Regions from separate parts of the Mus musculus genome. Here region 2 is linked to region 1. Evidence: chromatin contacts called from public Hi-C data. All regions are on one chromosome and are shown on one strand. The core of a region is the stretch at or near the end of the contact, and the rest is flanking DNA. Distances in the headings are between cores, read along the strand shown. Region 1 overlaps Pla2g4a (phospholipase A2, group IVA (cytosolic, calcium-dependent)). Region 2 has its middle 16 kb from the start of Ptgs2.

Evidence for each region. Hi-C and Micro-C count contacts between places; a contact is called where the count stands out from the background.
Region 2: a Hi-C map of pancreatic cancer cells shows a contact between it and region 1, with 2.0 times the contacts expected there. The contact joins two enhancer-like sites. A contact is called at or near these places in 14 of 39 promoter capture datasets (the 3T3-L1 cell line, 3T3-L1-derived adipocytes, the C10 cell line and 10 more), 2 of 15 datasets of contacts at CTCF or cohesin (the NIH/3T3 cell line and large pre-B cells), 35 of 484 Hi-C or Micro-C datasets (B cells, LSK cells, the STO cell line and 22 more), 8 of 115 datasets of contacts at active chromatin or transcription factors (astrocytes, bone marrow-derived macrophages, embryonic fibroblasts and 5 more) and 3 of 9 other capture datasets (adipose tissue, embryonic stem cells and macrophages).

Annotation. Positions count from the first base shown.
Region 1 is chr1:149,855,049-149,860,217 of GRCm38.p6, reverse strand. Pla2g4a (phospholipase A2, group IVA (cytosolic, calcium-dependent)) reads left to right here. Exons shown (of 18, transcript NM_008869.4): 14 at 2,534-2,773. Among named protein-coding and RNA genes, the nearest start is that of Pla2g4a, 100 kb to the left of the region's middle. Within about 2 kb of position 3,242, at least 60 of the 459 cell types and tissues checked have an H3K27ac peak or open chromatin away from gene starts, as enhancers often do. A contact at or near this core is called in the NIH/3T3 cell line, the STO cell line, adipose-derived mesenchymal stem cells and 4 more, where this site is marked.
Region 2 is chr1:150,113,423-150,118,591 of GRCm38.p6, reverse strand. No RefSeq gene overlaps it. Among named protein-coding and RNA genes, the nearest start is that of Ptgs2, 16 kb to the right of the region's middle. Within about 2 kb of position 2,956, at least 62 of the 459 cell types and tissues checked have an H3K27ac peak or open chromatin away from gene starts, as enhancers often do. A contact at or near this core is called in the NIH/3T3 cell line, the STO cell line, adipose-derived mesenchymal stem cells and 4 more, where this site is marked.

The sequences.
Region 1 (5,169 bases), core at 1,993-4,492:
GGCTCAGAGCAGTTACCTCACCACAGGATGTAGCTGCTCCTGACCATGGCATAGGGAAGAATGTGCTGTGCCTTACACACACACACACACACACACACACACACACACACACACACACACACAGAGGGGAGGGGATGGAGCAGGAGAGAGGGAGAGAGAGAGAGAAATAAAATAAAAAGAAGAAATAAAACAAAAAACAAAAAAGCAGCCACCCTTCTGTCATCTAAGCCTTTAGCAGGATGGTGCCAAACTAGGGTTCAGTGCTGGGTTACCGATTTGACTGTTAGCCCTGCTTAATAGCTGAAGCCCTGGAAAGACTGTAGGAAACATACCTTAATTCGAAAGTCTTCATTTAAAAGTTCAAATTTTACATTTGGCTAGTTGATCAGACTTGCATTTTTAAATTTGTTTTTGATGAAGGAAACAAGCCAAGTACAAAGGGGCCCTATGCCCTATGTCAAGTATTTTGAGAATAGTTAGGAAAGGTCATGAAATGGATGTAGCTGATTGTTACTTACTGAGTAAATCACATAAGTGACCAGGACATTTAATCACGATTCAGCAGTAGCCAGTTTTTGAGGCTGAGAAGTTTAAGAACTTTGAATTTGCTGTTTTTGTTTTAGTTTTGTTTTAAGTTAGAGGTTGACACTGTGAATATTTTTTTTATTAGTTCTTACTGTTCTTTTAAAACAAGCATTTTAGGTTCCATGAAAGATGGAACAGATAGGTCATTTTGGTAAATCTCCTGCCCCATACTCTCCCAGACAATGTCCCCTCCCCGCCCGCACTATAACTTGTTCCATCAGAGTGGTACTCTCTGTTACATGGATGCCCTTCAGTGGACGTGTCCTGGTCTCTAATGCCCAATGTGGATGATGCACTAGAGTGTCACATGGAGTCATTTTACAGCTCTCAAAATCTTCTCTACCTAACCATTGGTCAGCTGGGGAAAACTAATTCCTTTGCTCCCTCCATACTGTTGTCTCTCCCTGAATGGTATATAATTGGAAACATGCCGTCTGAATCTTTTTCAGGTCCATTCCTTTTTTCTCTATAATGAAGAGTTTGGTTACTCTGATGTCTGCTTACGGCTTTATGTGTGTTTAGTATATATTTATTGGAAATTGTAGAAGTTGAATATAGATGCTCATCTTTCAAAACACACAAGGTGGTGGTGGGTGTAGTGAGTTGGCTCAGCAGTTAAAAGCACTAGCTGCTCTACCAGAGGCCCCTGGACACCTGTGGCAGCTTACAACCATCTGTAATTCCAGTTCCAAGGAATCTGACGCCCTCTTCTGGCCTTCTCAAGCAATACATGTAAATGTGCAGACAAAAACACCATAAAGTACAAATAAGTTTTTTAAAAATTAAGAAAAATAACCCATGGGGCTGGAGAGATGGCTCAGTGGTTAAGGGTGCCGAAAGCTCTTCCGAAGATTGTGGGTTCAAATCCCAGCAACCACATGATGGCTCACAACCATCGGTAATGAGGTCTGATGCCCTCTTCTGGGATGTCTGAGGACAGCTACAGTGTACTTACATGTAATAAATAAATAAATCTAAAAAAAAAAAAAGAAAAATAACCCATTAATACACAGAATTTTATGTATGCGTGTATAGTTATTCACTTGGTTCCTAGATGCCAGAGCAGAAGGGTTCTGCTCAGGTGTTCTTTGACACTGATAAGATTATGCTGCAGTTTGCCAGCTGTAAGACTTTCTATTCCCAGCTGGAATCGAAGGCCAGCCGCTTCCCTGAGAACTTTACCCTGAGATCCAAATCACAATAACTCTCATTATAATCCTGCGCGATTGACTTCCTAATGAGGAAAGGAAGGCTGGAAAGTGGTTCCTTCAAACTCACTAAACGTGGAGAGGATTAGAACACAGAATGAGCCCTCCCCTAGAGTTGATCTGGGCATAGTTTGCGAGGAGGAAATCATTTGTCATTGCTTCTCTGGACCACTGGTGAATTTTAAAACACTTTATATCATTTGTTTAAATTACAGAGTTTTAAATCCCCAGACTTTATAAGCAGGTCATAAGATCGATGCATGAGAGTGTTTATTTATCAGCAGTCAGATGGTGGGTCTGCTGTCCTGCCTAGCTTTGTGTAATTCTTGGATGTTTATTAAGCAGGATATGGACTCTTAGGAAAAATTAGAAAACATAGGTGGTAGTATGAAGTAATATGGACTCTCAGTGTGTGTCTGTGTTGTGTGTGTGTGTTGGATGAAAGAGAGCTAGGGAGAGGGAGAAGGAAGAAAAATTTTTATGTGAAAAATTTAAATAGATCCAGAGGTTTCAGTGAAGAATATAGACTGACCTTGTGTGTAGGTAAAAGGTAACTATGAGGACTTGAAAACAAAAAACGACTGGGCATTTATATTCTGTTATATTATTTTATTTTATTGCACAAAAGCCCTAGAACTTTAGTTTTAATTTTGATGATTAACAAAGCTAATAATAGCCAAAACCTGTACATTTTGGCACGTGTGTAAATATTTGGCATGTGGCATGTTCCTCCCCTTCAGGCACCGAGAATGAAGAAGCTGAAAAAGAGTACCAAAGCGACAACCAAGCAAGTTGGGTCCATCGGATGCTAATGGCCTTGGTGAGCGACTCGGCTTTATTCAATACCCGAGAAGGACGTGCCGGAAAGGTGCATAACTTCATGCTGGGCTTGAATCTCAACACATCATATCCACTGTCTCCCCTGAGAGACTTCAGCTCTCAGGATTCCTTCGATGACGAGCTCGACGCAGCGGTAGCAGGTATGTAAGCCGTCTAAGCTACTTCAGGATATCTTTAATTTTAATTGGGGAGAAGCATTGTAATTATGGTCAACATTTAACTAGACTCAATTTTAAGAACATTGACTTGTGAGAGACATTACTACTACTGCTACTCCTACTACCACCACTACTACTACTGCTACTATTGAAGAAAAATACATTGGTTAGGTAATGGCCTAGCCATGCTAGTATAGAAAATATTCTTTGAAATACTTTCTTAATTGATCAGGGTTCCCCTAGAGTCAACAGGAAACCTCTACCGTGATAATTATAGAATAGTGTAAAGTAGGGAAATAGGTGCTTCCAGAGTTGTTCCAAGGATTAGAGAAGCAAGTCCGAGGCTTCCAGGAGTGACTCCAAAAAACACCAGACTCATTCCCCAAACGCCTCCACAGTCGTGCCTGGCAACGGAAAGAGAAGAAGCAGCACAGCTATGTCTCATTTCCTCCTTTCTATCCCGTGGGCGGGCCTCTTTGGAAAAGGCCAGGTCTCTACAGATGGGATCTTTGAGGATGCGATGAAAGTTCTCTAGGCCTGGCGCCCCCTTGTGGTAACAGGGAACGTGCAGCACAGGGGTTGGAGTGGAGCCTTCTGCAGTGCCCATCTGGACAGGGAAAATTCCTCTCCAGTTTTCAGGCAAGACTAGGAAACCTTGTGAAGTTGCTTGGTTAAGAATCTAGTCACTTTCACACTTGTCCCTAAGTGAAATTCCCAAGTGTAGTAACCTTTTATTCTTCAGTTCCCTGTGACTTACAGATTAAATGTTACGTTAGCCTTGCTGGTAAGTTATATGGGATACATCTTTTATATGGTGGCCTGAAATTTTCCTCTCAATCACCCCATCATCTTATCTTAGTCGTCTAAATATCATTTCTTAATCATCTCTGTCTTAAGGTCATTACTATGATGCTGTAAAACTTTAGATCAGATAAACAACAAAACTCCCTGAAGCTTTCCCATTGCCTTTGGAAATTATTATAGGCTTCAGAATTTGTTGTTGGTTTCTGTTTGTTTGACTTTAAGGGGAACAAATGTTGCATTTTGTATTGCGTGCACGGCCTTAAATTCTTGGATATGAGTTACATTTTTTCTTTATTTCTTTATTTCTTTTTTCAAGACAGGGTTTCTCTTATAGCCCTCGCGGTCCTGGAACACACTGTGTAGACAAGGCTGGCCTTGAACTCAGAAATCTGCCTGCCTCTGCTTCCCAAGTGCTGGGATTAAAGGCGTGCTCCACCACTGCCCGGCATGAGTTGCTTTTAATTATACATTTATTATCCCCAAATCTATGCAGATTATCTGTAATAAAAATCTAATTGTGATAGAGTAAGTTTACCCGAACTAAAAATGGATTAAAACATACAGCTGGAAGCATTATTTTTCTTGTTTTGTGACTATACTGTTTGTCTTAACTGTCCTGTGGTAAATGCTTCTTCTGAAACTCGTGCTTTACGGTGACTGCTGACAGAATCAAGCAAATCATACTCATAGCTGTTAGATCTATAAAGGACCTTCAGCTACTTAACTTTCTAGACAAAGAATATCAGAGAAACTAGTTCTGTTGTCTTTGTTCCAAATGGCTCAGCAAATCTTGGCTTGGGCCACAGGTCTCAGGGGCTGTTCTAAGTCTTCCCTCCATCACACACCACCCATCCCTGTGGCTTTATTAGTCATTGTTTTGCTGATGTAAGAATGGAAGTTTTCTTGGTGTATACTTCGTTTCATCTCTTTTTCAGTATCATTTTGCCAAAACAGTTCATCTGAGGTTTGCACTGCATACATCCTAGCAAACGTTCCCCACATTTCAAGAACTTCCTGGTAGTTTTATAGTATCCAATATGCTTTTATTTGTCAGTGTTAGGACCATAAGAGAAAGCACTGAGTTCCAAATTAATTTTTTTAATATTAAACAATACATTTATGTGTATATAAATAACACAAAAACATTTGGGACCTATGGAGAATAAGCAATCATTTGCTGCTTAAGTGAGATGAGAATTGAAAGGGGCCACCCTGTGTTTCGGTGACTGTAGGAATTATGCCTCTTTATTGTTTGTCTTAACAGTTGTTCTGAACCCTCACCTGGTTTCTTTCTTTCATTCCTTTCTGCACTCGTCCAGAGTTTAGATGCACTCGCAACATGCTTGGACCTCAAGATTCACCGGCCAGCGTGTTCTGTGTAACCTCTGCTGTTGTGAAGATTAAACACACTTTAAGGCCTTTCTTCCAGGAGCTCGTTCATGGGAGGATTTCTCTGCTTTGGCTATAATAACACGAATAGGAAAGAGAAAACGAGCCACTCTGAGGGAGCTCTAGGTCAGTGAGGCATAGCGATACACAAGTGTGGCCAGCCTGGGGTTTCCCCTTGCTGTGAG
Region 2 (5,169 bases), core at 1,707-4,206, 260 kb before region 1:
CTTGAAAGGCATCGAAAACGATGCTACCTCCTTCCCTACGCTATCTTCCCTAAGCTATTCCTGTTCCCTAAGGTACAAGGACACTAAGAAATAGTAAGGGACCCTGAAGTTGGAAAGCCCCGCTGTGCTGTGTGCTATGTACCAAGGAACTCTCCTGCAGGAGCAAATCTATGCTCTCTCTCTGTGTTCTCCTCTCCTCTCCTCTCTGGGGAAAGAAACTAAGTGAAGCAGTTCTCTCTAGAGTCCCCGTGAGAAGGTTTACAGATCAGAGAGTTCCGTACACGCCCCATCCCCAGATGCCAGATCGTCATGACACAGATTAGAATGTACAGAGGAATTTCAGGAGGACATAAGCATCCTCTCTATAGAACTATAACACTCCGAACTTTGTAAAATAAAAACAAAGTAAGACAGAAAGATATGCCCCATATATCACAGGCCTGTGCTATTTGTCCTTGGAAAGTGGAGGCTGCAGAGGTCAAGATTCCATAGAGTGTCTCAAAACAAACAAAAAACAAAAACAAAACAAAAAACAGAAGAAAACAAACAACCAAAAAATAATCAAAACCAAAACAGTAGCAATAAAAAATAGGAAAAAAACACCCCACCCCCACCCCTACCAGCAGCAACCACCATTAAAACAAAGCTAGGGATAGTTCTGAATTCTCATTCCTCTCTCAAATGTTTTTTAAAGATTTTATTATGTATATATATATTTATATGACGAGTACAATGTAGCTGTCTTCAGAGACACCAGAAAAAGGAATTCCAGATGGTTGTGAGCCACCATGTGGTTTCTGGGACTTGAACTCAGGACCTCTGAAAGAGCAGCAATGCTCTTAATCGCTGAGCCATCTCTCCAGCCCCACTCTCTCAGATTTTTACTAAAACCTTCCAGGTCACTTGAAAATGTGAGTTTACAGTAAAGATCATATTTTAGTGGTTTCTCGGTTGAAACGTTTTTCTATGTCTATGACCTTCTGCATCTCTGTACATACATACTTCTCCTTACTGCTGATGGCCTTTCCATGGTGTTGAACCCCCTGCCTTAGCTTCCTAAAACAGACCACGTTCAAAGGGCCCGGAATGAGGTTCCATGAGGACATTTGAGTTGTTTGTTCGGGTACGTACCTTTTAGCAGAGTCGCACAGCCTGTAACAGTAAAAGTTTAGTGGAATTCTGCGGCTCATTCCTATTAATACAAACTAATACCTGCACAGGAAAGTGGGGGGTGGGAGGTGGGGTGGGGGGAGTCCTCCACAAAGTCAAGGTCAGCCAAAGCCTGTGAGCTGGCTCGGTAGGTAATAAAGGTAAAGTCACCTGCTGGCAAGTCTGAGGACCTGAGTTTGATCCCCTGAAAAGCATAAGATGAACCTCAAGTTGTCCTCTGACCTCCACAACATGCCAGCTGTGTCCACACACAACATAGTAATTATTTTAATGTCAATTTGCCTTGAGTGATAGTTTGAAACAGAAAAAAAATAAATTGCGAACAACTGACTCTGACTGGACAAAACCCTTGGGATTACAGACCTGGTCACTGCTTACATGCCTCTACTTTCATTTTTATTTACGTTTTTAGTTTGATCAAATATTAGCAAGCATTTAATTTAGTTAAGAAATTGAATTGAAATAAGGATTTTTAACAGTTGCCTGTATTGGCGGAACAAGAATCACTTTCCTAATCGCAGAAAAATAACTTATCATTGTCATGTTTTTTTGATGTATCTCATATACCAGGCTAGCCTCGAATGAGTTATGTAGCTGAGGACTATCCTCCTGCCTCCACCTGGAGAATGTTTAGGCCTCTTGAATTACAAGTCTGTACCACCACAGCAAATTTCGAGCTCTAAGGTGAGGCTAGAACGAAGGTCTTCCTACATGCTAAGCAGACACCACCAACCTAGCTCCATCTGCGTTCTCTAGTTTGCCTTTTAAAGATGAGGAATGTGGGTGTTTTATTTACCACAAAGCTGGAAATGGGAAGAGCCAGAGCAAACCAGGCTGTCTAATTGCAAAGCCTGAGAACTCCGGGAACCTGGGGCACCGCCACATCTTGATCACCTGAGTGTTATCAATAGGGAATTTGCAAGGTTTACAGCGTCAGAATTTGTCTAGTGATCCACCATTGCATTGTAATCGCAATGTCTCTCTAGTGATTTCAAATGGAATCCTAAATTGCTAAACATAAACACAGTTTCTGCTCTAAATTAACCTACTAATGTAAATTTATTTTAAGAATATTTATGGGGCTGGCAAGATGGCTCAGCGGGTAAGAGCACTGACTGCTCTTCCAAAGATCCTGAGTTTAAATCCCAGCAAACACATGGTGGCTCACAACCACCTGTAATGAGATCTGACACCCTCTTCTGGTGTGTCTGAAGTCAGCTACAGTGTACTTGTGTATAATAATAAATAAATAAATAAACAAATAAATAAATAAATGAATATTTATGGCATGTATCATTTTGTAGGTGTGAAAAGAATTTAAAAAAAATAATAAAGAATATCCATTGCTAATGTATCCAGTTTGAAAGTCCCCCAAATTGGAGATTTTATACAAGTACAATTTATGTGTTTATTTATTTATTTATCTATTTATTTACTTATTTTTAAGTCAGAGTCCAGCTGGCCTCAAAACAAAACCAAGAAAGCAAAAAACCCAGCCTCCTGCCTCTGCTGGTACCACCCGCACCGGACTGGATTGATCAAGTTCTTTCTTTCAAGCAGGATTTCCTCCAAATTAAGGAGCATTATAAAACCTCAGCAGTGAGAGGTTAGATAATACTCTAGATAAATTAAGTCTAAATAAAATATAGCATGATAATGTTAGATTTTGCATTTTAAAGGGGAGGTTTCAGGGTGTGGGCGAAAGGAACATTCTTGTCATGTGAGTCATCGCCACCCTTTTTACTGCTTAAGGAGCAAGAGTGTTTACCCATTGGCCCCTTTTCTTAGCCTCTTTCAGAATGCTAAGTCAGTGCAAGACATTCTCTCAAGAGCATACCCCGCCCTGTGTTTGTGAATGTCGTCATTATGAACAGTTTTGGTTAAGAGCCAGGGGAAAGTCACGCAATAATGCTACCACATCACCTACTCGGAACAATAGGGGCAAGTGAAAGGCAAGGGAACTCCATCCCCACAGAGGCCACGTGATGGGAGTTCCTGAGATAGAGAGTTAGTGATGGAGTCCCCAGGGTGCAAGGTTAGCCTAACTCAAACTCCTGGCTGCTTTTGTTTGTAATTATCTAGGAAAGAAAACTACTGGGGTGTGAACTGTATGTGGCTTGTTCTGTGTTCTTAATTTTGTGGAATCATGACTCTTTTCTTGAGCACTTCCTGGAAATGTGGCTTCTATGTAATTGGAGTATTCATTTCTGAGAGCGAATGTACATGGACCTCTCCAATGACTTGTGCATTGCTTAAAATATCGCTTGAATATCATAACTCACATCTGCAACCTGAGCATTTGGAAGGGTGAGGCAGAAGGAACGCCTTGAATTGAAGGCCAGCCTAGGCTACATAGTGAGTTCCAAAAGTATGTTATAGAAGAGTGTCTCAGACAACAAACCACAAGAGCTGATGTGCTGGCTCAGAGGATGTAGTGGTGGTCTGAATGAAAATGGCCCCTGAGACCCATAAGGAGTGACACTATTAGGAAATGTCACCTTGGAGGATGTGTGTCACTGGGGGCCGAGGGTAGGCTTTGAGATTTCAAATGTTCAGTCCAGTATCTCTGTCTTCCTACTTGCTGCCTGTTCACCCTCCACCCAGATGTAGAACTCTCAGCCTCTGCAGCACCAAGTCTGCCTGTGCCCCAGCCATGCCTCCTGCCAGCCATGATGATATTGGGCTAAACCTCTGAATGTACGTCAGCCAAAATTAAATGTCTCCTGATAAAAGTTGCCGCTGTCATGTTGTCTCTTCACAGCAATAAAACCCTAACCATGACAGTGGTAAGAACACAAGTCTGACAACTTGAATCTAATTTCCAGAACCCAGGTGGTAGAATGGGAAAGAGAGTCAACTCTGGCAAGTTTTACACACACACACACACACACACACACACACACACACACACACACAGAATGTAAACTTAAAAATAATTAAAATGCAAATATAAAAAAGTTTAGTAGAAATTGCAAATAATTTTAATATAAAACTTTAAAACAAAAATTTAAATTCAATTTAATTAAACATTAAACACAGCAACACCCAATCTGATCTCTCTTGAATTCTGATTGAGTTTAATGAGGGGTGGATCTTGCTAAAATGATTCTTATTTCTTAGATTACATAACAGAGAACTTTTACTACTTATCTTAAGCTCTTTTCTTTACTATATCTTTAGCCTGTGGCTGTTAAGTTCTGAAAAAGTCAGTGTTTCTGGGAGAGGGAGGAAAGGATCTTTAAAGAGGGCCAGATAGGAGGAAGGGGCTCAATGAATCTATGGGGCCTGAAAGAAAAAAAGAAAAAAAGAGGAGGGAGAAGCAATCATTTTGAGTCCTTAATAATATATTTGAATTTACTTTGCAGGGTGACAATGAAAATTAAAAATGTTTTTTTTTGTTTTTGTTTTTGTTTTCTGTTTGTTTGCTCTTTAATTTAAAACTTCAGTGGCCTGAAGAAATGGCTCAGCAGTTAAGTAAGAGTACTTGCTGCTCAATTGTGAGGCCTGAAGTTCAGAAACCAATTCCAGTATCATGTTGCTGGCATTTGAGGGTACTTGCACTCGGACAAACAGACGGATATGCATAATTAAAAATACCAAGGATAAGTACTAGGGAAAAGAACACTTTATAATGGTGGCACATGCCTGTAATCCCAGTACTTTAAATCCAAGGCAGGAGGAAGAGAAAAAATTCGTGCCCAGCCTGATCTACCGGCAAGGGTTCATAACAAGACCCTATCTCCAAACAAAACAAAGCAAACCAAAAAAAGAGGGCCCGGAGAGATGGCTCAGTGTTTATGAGCACTTGCTCTTGTAGAGGATTTGGGTTCCACTCTCAGCATCCAGATGGCTCACAACTGTCAGTAACTGTCGTTGTAGGGGTATTCAATATACTCTTCTATTCTCTGTGGGCATCAGGCATGCGCAAGGTACAAAAACATACATGTGAGCAAAGCACACACACACACACACAATCAAATAAAACTAAATGGTGCTAGA